2 separate regions of the Zea mays genome follow, and region 2 is linked to region 1. The links are chromatin contacts, called in public Hi-C maps. All regions are on one chromosome and are shown on one strand. The core of a region is the stretch at or near the end of the contact, and the rest is flanking DNA. Distances in the headings are between cores, read along the strand shown.

Region 1 (3,744 bases), core at 353-2,852:
TCCGCCTGGTCGCGGACGATGTCCTGTAGCTCGACGGTGATGGTGTTGTTGAGCCAAAAGAGGACCACACTGTCCATCTGGGCCCACGATGGTGACAGCGGGGTGACGAGGTCGTAGAGAACGTGGTCGGCGAGGGCGAACCGCCGAAGCGTGAGGAGCACCTGAGCGCGCCAGCGAGGGTAGTGGGAGGACGTCGGATCCAACACCACAGACACAAGGGACCGAATGTTGTGAACCTCGACGGCCTGGGCGTGGAGGGCGACGATGGTGGTGGCGTCGAGCCCAGAGACATGGGGAGCCTCGGAAGTGATCGGGAGATCGTCATGGGCGACCAGCATGGTGGGGCTGCGACCGAGGAGGAGACGTTGCGCGGTGGCCATCTGGGCGGTGAGGGCGGCACCCATGGCACGTTCTTGCTCCAAGGCAAGAGACGCGGCGCGTTCGTGCTCCTGGGAAGCGGCAACGGCTGCCTGGATGGTGGCGATGGCTGCGACAAGCGCGGAGGATGTGGGTGGAGTAGCAGTCGAAGACACGACGGTGTCAGCCCACGCTGGATCTGAGAAGCCTGACGGCGGGCGACGAATGCGCTGCTGCGCAGAGAGAGCAGCGGTGGCCTGCGTGGAAGTGAGGCCAAGCCAGGCGGGGAGGCCGGGCAGGGAGGCGGCGGGGAGGCCGGGCAGGGAGGCGGCGGGAGCGGCGCCGAGGGCCGGCGAGCCGAGCATAGGGCTGGTGCCCACGCCGGCGAGGTGGCTGGGCAGAAAGCCGGCGGAGAGGCCTGGCAGGGAACTGGCTAGAGCAGCGCCGGTGATCTGTGTGGCTGCGCCGGCGGCCTGTGGGCCAGGCAGGGAGCTGGCGCTCACGCCGGCGAGGTGGGGGGCGACGGCCGCGCGGCCTGCTTCCGCGTGGGGGGCCGAGCCCGCGCCTGTGGAGGCAGCGGCCGCAAAGGCCGCACCCACGCCGGTGAGGGAGTCGAGCAGGGGAGGCAGGCCGGTGCCTGTGCTGACGGCGGTGGTGGTGGCGGCCCCTGCAGAGGACGCGGGAGGATCCATGGAGGGGAGGGAAGAATGGGCCGGCAGGAGGAAGAACCGGCGTCCGGAGGTGGCCGGCGGCTGGCAGGGGAAGGCCGGCGGCTGAGGTGGGAGGGGATTTAAAAGTGGAAAAAAAAATTAAACTATCTCTATAAACCGGCGGCTGAGGTGTGAGGGGAGAGAAAAGTGGAAAAAAATTAAACTCTCTATAAATCGGGTACTCTATCCATAACTGTTCCCACATACACTGCAGCCGCGATAGGTTTTTGTATGCCAAAACTGTACTAGTAGTCTATAAATTGCACTGACTCTGAATCTCTGATAACCATCTGAATGATCATAGAAGGTGTGGTAAATAGTTTAGTGGTGTAGTGCATCCCTAAGTGTGCAAAATTATGGAACTTACAAGAGAAACCGGTACGGGTAAATGTGAAGTGCTTTAAGGCATGTTTGGTTCCCTACCTAAGTTGGCACACTTTACCTAATTTTTCTGACTAAGGCTAGTTATTTAATTCGGACGACCAACCTTAATCAAAATATGACATATTTAGCCACAAACCAAACAGACACTTAGACTTACCTTCCGACCTTTCACCAGTTTATTTTGGGCCTCCAGTTTTGCGCGTTTTTGCCTCCTCCGGAGGATAGCATTGTATTGCTTTGCATTGACAAATATGGGTTCCTCTGCTGCAGGCCCAACTGGCAATGGTACCCTAGTGTTTGCTGCACCACTAATTTGGGGATGGACCTGCATGATAATAAATAAGGATTCCACACAGCAAATTCACGAATGAAAGGTAGGGACAAAATGTTTCAGTAACTGAATGTTAATAACTTAGGCAAAATATATGGATCATGTTTGTTATGTAACTTAACCATGCTAACAAGTATAAACATTGAAAATGCTGTAGAACTATAAACCATAGATACTCACAATTCCATTTGAAGCGTATCCTGCCCACACCCCGCCATAATATGGATCAGCACTATAAGAAGCACAACCCTGGAAAAATAGTGGGTAGCTGGAAAAACTTGTTAGGATTTATGGGCTTGGCCCAATTAAGAATTTCTAATAAATCCCAGGAAAATCTCAAAAGCCCATATAAGTGGATGGCAAAGGGATAGGTGAAACCAATAGCACCATATTGCTAGCTCTAGTGGAGTAGAGCTAGCTTAAATATGTAAGCCACACTCACTCACCAAGTCATGGATGAGAGGAGAGTGTGTGGAGAGCCACACGCGCGCGCGCGCTCGCTCGCCTCGCCTCGCCTGGCCTGGCCGGGCCGGGCGGGGCGAAGGGCGCACGACATGCGCGTGAATGGTCCGCCGAAATCCGGCCCCTCGCCTTGCGGGGGCGCGGCTACCTTTTGCCGTTTGATTTTTTGGTTTCTTGGCTGTTACGCTTATCCTAACCGATCCCTATAAAATCTCAACTGATTGCGAGATTTTCGTGGGCGGATAAGCACTGGGGTCGCGGACTCGGCCCTATAAAAGGAGCCCGGCAGCCAGCCTCCAAATCATCCCAGATCCCAGTTCGCTTTCGCCTCTCTTCATAGCTGAGCCGCCTTTTAGTTCCCTTCGTCCCGACCGCAGAGGTGCATCTGCGATCAGGAGAGCAGGTCTCCGGAACCCTTCGTCTTCTAGATCCTGCACCGGGAGAGCGCGAATAAGGTTTTTGGGAAGCGTCTTCACGCGACTGCTCGTGATCTGCTGACCTCGTCAACCCATCTGATCCTGGCGCGCACCAACAATCAGTAAGTCTAATCAGTACGCATCATCTGATTTGGCTTTTATTTCAGTTCTTCTGATTTGGTCAGGATTTATATTCGGAATTTAATTTGGAATTTGTCTAATTATTCAACAATCCAAAAACCTTATTGTAGACAATTTCCTAGTTTTTCTATGGCTGCTTTTGCCGACGCGCTGAAGCCAGAAAAGTTTAATGGTATGCACTTTAAGAGATGGCAAGTCAAGGCCACGCTCTGGCTTACTGCTATGAATGTCTTCCATGTTAGTAAAGGCAGACCTGAGGGTCCACTGACTCCTGAACAGGAGAAAGAGTACGACCATGCCAATACTATGTTCACGGGAGCCGTTCTTAGCGCCCTTGTTGACCGTCTGGTTGATGCGAATATGCAGTACACAGACGGGAAACAGTTGTGGGATGCACTTACTACTAAGTATGGTGCATCAGATGCTGGCAGTGACCTGTATATCATGGAGAGCTTTCATGATTATAAGATGGTTGATAATCGCTCTATTGTAGAGCAAGCTCATGAAATACAGTGTATAGCCAAGGAGCTCGACCACCTTAAGATAGTCCTTCCTGACCGATTTGTGGCCGGATGCATTATTGCAAAGTTGCCTTCTACATGGAGGAACTTCGCCACAGCTCTGAAACATAAGAGACAGGAGATATCAGTTGAAAATCTGATAGCGTCTCTGGATGTTGAGGAGAAAGCTCGGGCTAAGGACACGGGATCTAAAGGAGGCGAGGGCCACTCCAGCGCCAACATGGTTCAGAAGAACCACAACAAGGGCAAAGGAAAGCCAAAATCTAACAAGCCCAACAAAACTACCAACTTCAAGAAGAAGAAGAACAAGGCTGAATTGACATGTTTCGCATGTGGCGAGGCGGGTCATTTTGCCAAGGATTGTCCCGATCGAGCGGATCGCCGTGGCAAAAAGGGCAATGTCAACACAGTGGTCGCTAGCA
Region 2 (4,069 bases), core at 20-2,519, 680 kb before region 1:
CCATCTCACTCGATTTACACTTAGCAAACAGATATACTGCATACTCAATTCCTAGATTTGGTTCAGTGCTACAATAAAGAAGCACATCCTTCGAATTCACAGCTTCAACATCTATTTATACCATGCCAGTAAGAATCATTAAGACAGTGATGAGTTTTTACGGGCTGAGGGAACAGTTAGGTGCTTACAGTGATGGTCTAAGCATCGCCAATCTATCAATGCAAGTGTAGAAGGTTGCATCAATACACCTATCAATAAGCATGTCACGTGTACCTACTCAATGAATGAGCCAGACCTTGTTTCAGTGGCCAGTAAAGTTTCCTTTGCCTAAAAGACCAAACAATTAACATGGATACATGAGGAACAAGCTAATGCGCCTTGTGGAAGTTGCTAGTCTATCTTTGACTTTGTAATGTTTTGCATGCAAAATTATGCAAATGCAGTACAGTAACGAGGTGTGAATGCTAAGGCCCTCCAAGGCAATGGAACTTAGTAGTCCATTTAAATGGTTGAATCTGATTTGAATAAAGACAAAGCCACATGTAACGAAATTCAGCTTGGCATCTCTGTACCAGCCAAAAAACCTACCGATTCTTTCTCAAAGAAGACCCAAGTAGGCTGCTTCATCAACTTAGTCTCGGACGCATCCTATAGAATGGCAAAGAAAACATAGCAACCATCAGGGGCGGTCGAGTAAAGGACATGGGTGTACACACATGTACACCATATAATTTCTGCAAGGCGATCGAAGTTAGTAGCCATATTGTATGCATATACACCTGAAATTAGATCAGATCCGAATACAAATAGTAAGATAGTGTTTGTGGGCACAGTTTCACACAACAGGAAGGGAAGGAGGGCGTACCTGGTGGCGCTCGTCGCCGGCGAAGGGGCCGAATAAGACCTGAGCACCTGGCGTAGCCGGCAGCGACGGCCGTTCAGGCGTTGCGCTGTGGTGGTGATTGGAAGAAGAAAATCCAGGTTGCAGCATAGAGGCAGATCGGGTCCGTGTAGAGCCCGTCGATCTACCTTGGTGTGCTGCCTGTCGTCTGCTCCGCCCGACCGAAGCTCACCGTGCTGGTAGTAAACCGGCTCGCCCAGGGGAGCTGTCACTTGCTGCTTCAGGCAGCGTCGGGGCTCGGGCGGGCGCGGGCAAGGTGCCAAGGTCGGCCAGCGGCACGCTCGGCTCGACACAGTGCGGAGGGGAGCGGGAGGAGCCGAGGACGAGGAGCCGCTGAGGAAGGCAAGGGAATGTATTTAACTTTATTTACCGTTGGCACTGCTGTAGCAACGTTTTTATTTTGCAAAGTTTTAGTTGACATAAAACATATCATTTTATTAAAATATAAATACATCAAATTAGAACATAAAATCTACATAATTAATGAAAAAACAAAAATTATATAAATTAAAAAATACATAACTAAAAAAACTAATTTTACTTGCTTATATTCCTTTTCTGTTTATTATGTCGCTTCTTTCTTATCTAATTTTACTTGTTTTGTCATTTTTTTAGGATCAACTCGAATGGGTGTTTTATATCCTGTCTATATCGGTGTAGTAATTTAGTCTTATATAAGCTTTTAAATATCTGTTTTCTCTATAAATAGAGACTGAATGCTACTTGTTGGGTCTTTTTTTCGTTGAGCTCTTGCCTGCAATAGAGTATAGTGCGTCTATACTTACTTATTATGAGGCACATCTTTACACGCTTAAATTTAGACAAAATCTTTTAGGCCCTGTTTGTTTTCTTTTATTTTGTGGAGTTGAAATCTTACTAATGAAATATGTTATTTTTTTAAAATGTGATATTCCACCACTTTTTAAAGTTATCATATAAGTTTATTTCAAATTCATGGGATGAGAGATGGAAATTGATTTTATAGATTTATATACTATTTTCCCGATGTACAACTTATAACACAATCTTCTACTTGCTTCGTTATAATATAAATGTAGTATATAACTATCTTTCTCATATGATTTAGAATAATATACAAATATATTACATATATAAATATTTGAACTTAATTAGTTTTGTCTAAATTATAATTATTAAAACGGAATTCAATTCCAACGAAACAAACTGGTCCTTATAGTTTTACTCCCATCACTCATGTCGTCGTCACCGTGCCTCGCACCTAGGCCTGGGCAAAAAGAACCGGAACCGAGGAACCGAACAGAAATAACCGAGAACCAAAACCAAACTAACCGAAACGAAGGAACCGTTATGAAATTCAGTTCTGGTTTTTTTGAGAACCGAAATAAATGAGATATTTTCGGTTCTGCACTCCAAAGAATCGAAAGAACCGAAAAAAACAAAAGTATTAGATTCAATTTGTTACATGTGTTTGTAACTTCGGATGTTGTTTTATCGACTTATGTTGAACCTCTAATCATCCATGTATTATCTATGAAATTATGGTCATTGTGCACTCGTGGTTGTTTGCGGGGAGATGTTGCTGAAATTTCTCACAAAAGTTGTCGTTATTCAGAATTTTAGAGTGGTTGTTACAGTTCGGTTAGAACCGAGGAACCGAACCGAAGAACCGAGAACCGAACTAGTCGGTTTTGATTTCTTTATCTTGCTATTTCGGTTCTAGTTTTTGAAGAACCGAATTTCTACAAGAACCGAGGAACCGAACCGAACGCCCAGTCCTACTCGCACCAGTAGGGGAGCGGGGAGCTGGCAATCTTTGACGCCTAAAGGCACCATCTAAGGGCTTGTTCGGTTAGCTCTCAATCCATGTGGATTGAGTGGGATTGGGTGGGTTTAAATCCCAAGCAAGTCAAAACTCTTCTAATTTTTTTCCAATCCCATACAATCCATGTATAATGGGAATAACCGAACAAGCCCTAAGTGCATATGTATCCCATATCAAATTATATACACCGTTAATTTTTAGAGCCAAATGACAATAGTATACTAGTAAAACGACTTCATAAAACAGGCCACAATAAAAGAAAAATACCTAATTATGGATAATTTCTTCCACCGATAAACTCAAGATGTTATTAAAAAGACAAAAAAAAAATAGAACAAAAATACACAACATACCACTCGCATTGATAGGAGGTAATGAAGGTAGCTTTTTTAAATAACTTTCAATTCTTGAAAATACTATAAAATATTCTTATCTTCCATGCTTGCAAAAATATCTCGTACAATATAACAAACCATTCTATGATTTGACTAATCATTCCCTATCTTCATAATTGCAACATGCAAAAATCAAGGCTCGCTCAACAACAGGCAAAATGAAGACTAGTTCAACAATACAATAAATCGTTCCAAAATATTTTATTCATCTCAATTTCAATCATAATAATAGCAAGACCATTAAGGTCATAAAAATTAACAATTTTAGGGTTAGATCTCACATCAGCAATGAATAGATCAAGTTGTTTTGTAAGCTTTATAAGTTCATAGTGATCAATTTCAACAACATACATCTTTACCAATTCTATTAGTTGATCTCTATCTGTCACACCCGTTTCCAAGGGGCAGAGCCGGGTGCATAGCATATGTATGCCAGGATCTATTTCCACACATATGTTAACATCACAAGTGTAATATATCAAAAGAATAATGCATAAAAGTGTAAATAAATATTATATTAATATATTACACTTCGAACAGACATAATGTCTTAACCTTTTTTCATCAAAGTACAGCGAAACAAGGACATCCATCCACAGGAAGATGACCGGGGGAAATCACTAGACTAGCATCCATCGAGTTCATCATCAAAATCTTCATCTGCAAACTTCTGATCAAAATTAAGCAAGGGTGAGCTCACTTATGGTCGGGGCTCAGCAAGTGGGGAAAAACTAATCCAAGTTTAACAAGGTGAGGCTAAGTGAGAGCACCTAGAGGGGGGGGGGGGTGAATAGGTGATCCTGTAAAAACTTGAAACTTAATGCCACAAAACTTGATTAAGAGTTAGCTCAATAAAGCCAAGTGGCTAGAGAGGAGTTCTTGCAAGACACGATAACCACAAGAAGATCAACACAGATAGGCACAGTGGTTTATCTCGTGGTTCGACCAAGTCCAACACTTGCCTACTCC

The links. Hi-C and Micro-C count contacts between places; a contact is called where the count stands out from the background.
Region 2: a Hi-C map of leaf shows a contact between it and region 1, with 7 times the contacts expected there. The contact joins the promoter of LOC103636280 here to the promoter of LOC103636257 in region 1. A contact is called at or near these places in 2 of 25 Hi-C or Micro-C datasets (leaf and leaf mesophyll).

Annotation. Positions count from the first base shown.
Region 1 is chr1:72,141,252-72,144,995 of Zm-B73-REFERENCE-NAM-5.0, reverse strand. LOC103636257 reads right to left here and starts at 1,602. Exons shown (of 2, transcript XM_008658625.2): 1 at 1-1,602. The coding sequence starts at 1,049. It overlaps LOC103644713 (nuclear transcription factor Y subunit A-7), which reads right to left. Exons shown (of 6, transcript XR_002266130.1): 4 at 1,963-2,050; 5 at 1,609-1,776.
Region 2 is chr1:72,825,170-72,829,238 of Zm-B73-REFERENCE-NAM-5.0, reverse strand. LOC103636280 reads right to left here and starts at 1,269. Exons shown (of 10, transcript XM_008658646.2): 1 at 866-1,269; 2 at 589-648. The coding sequence starts at 991.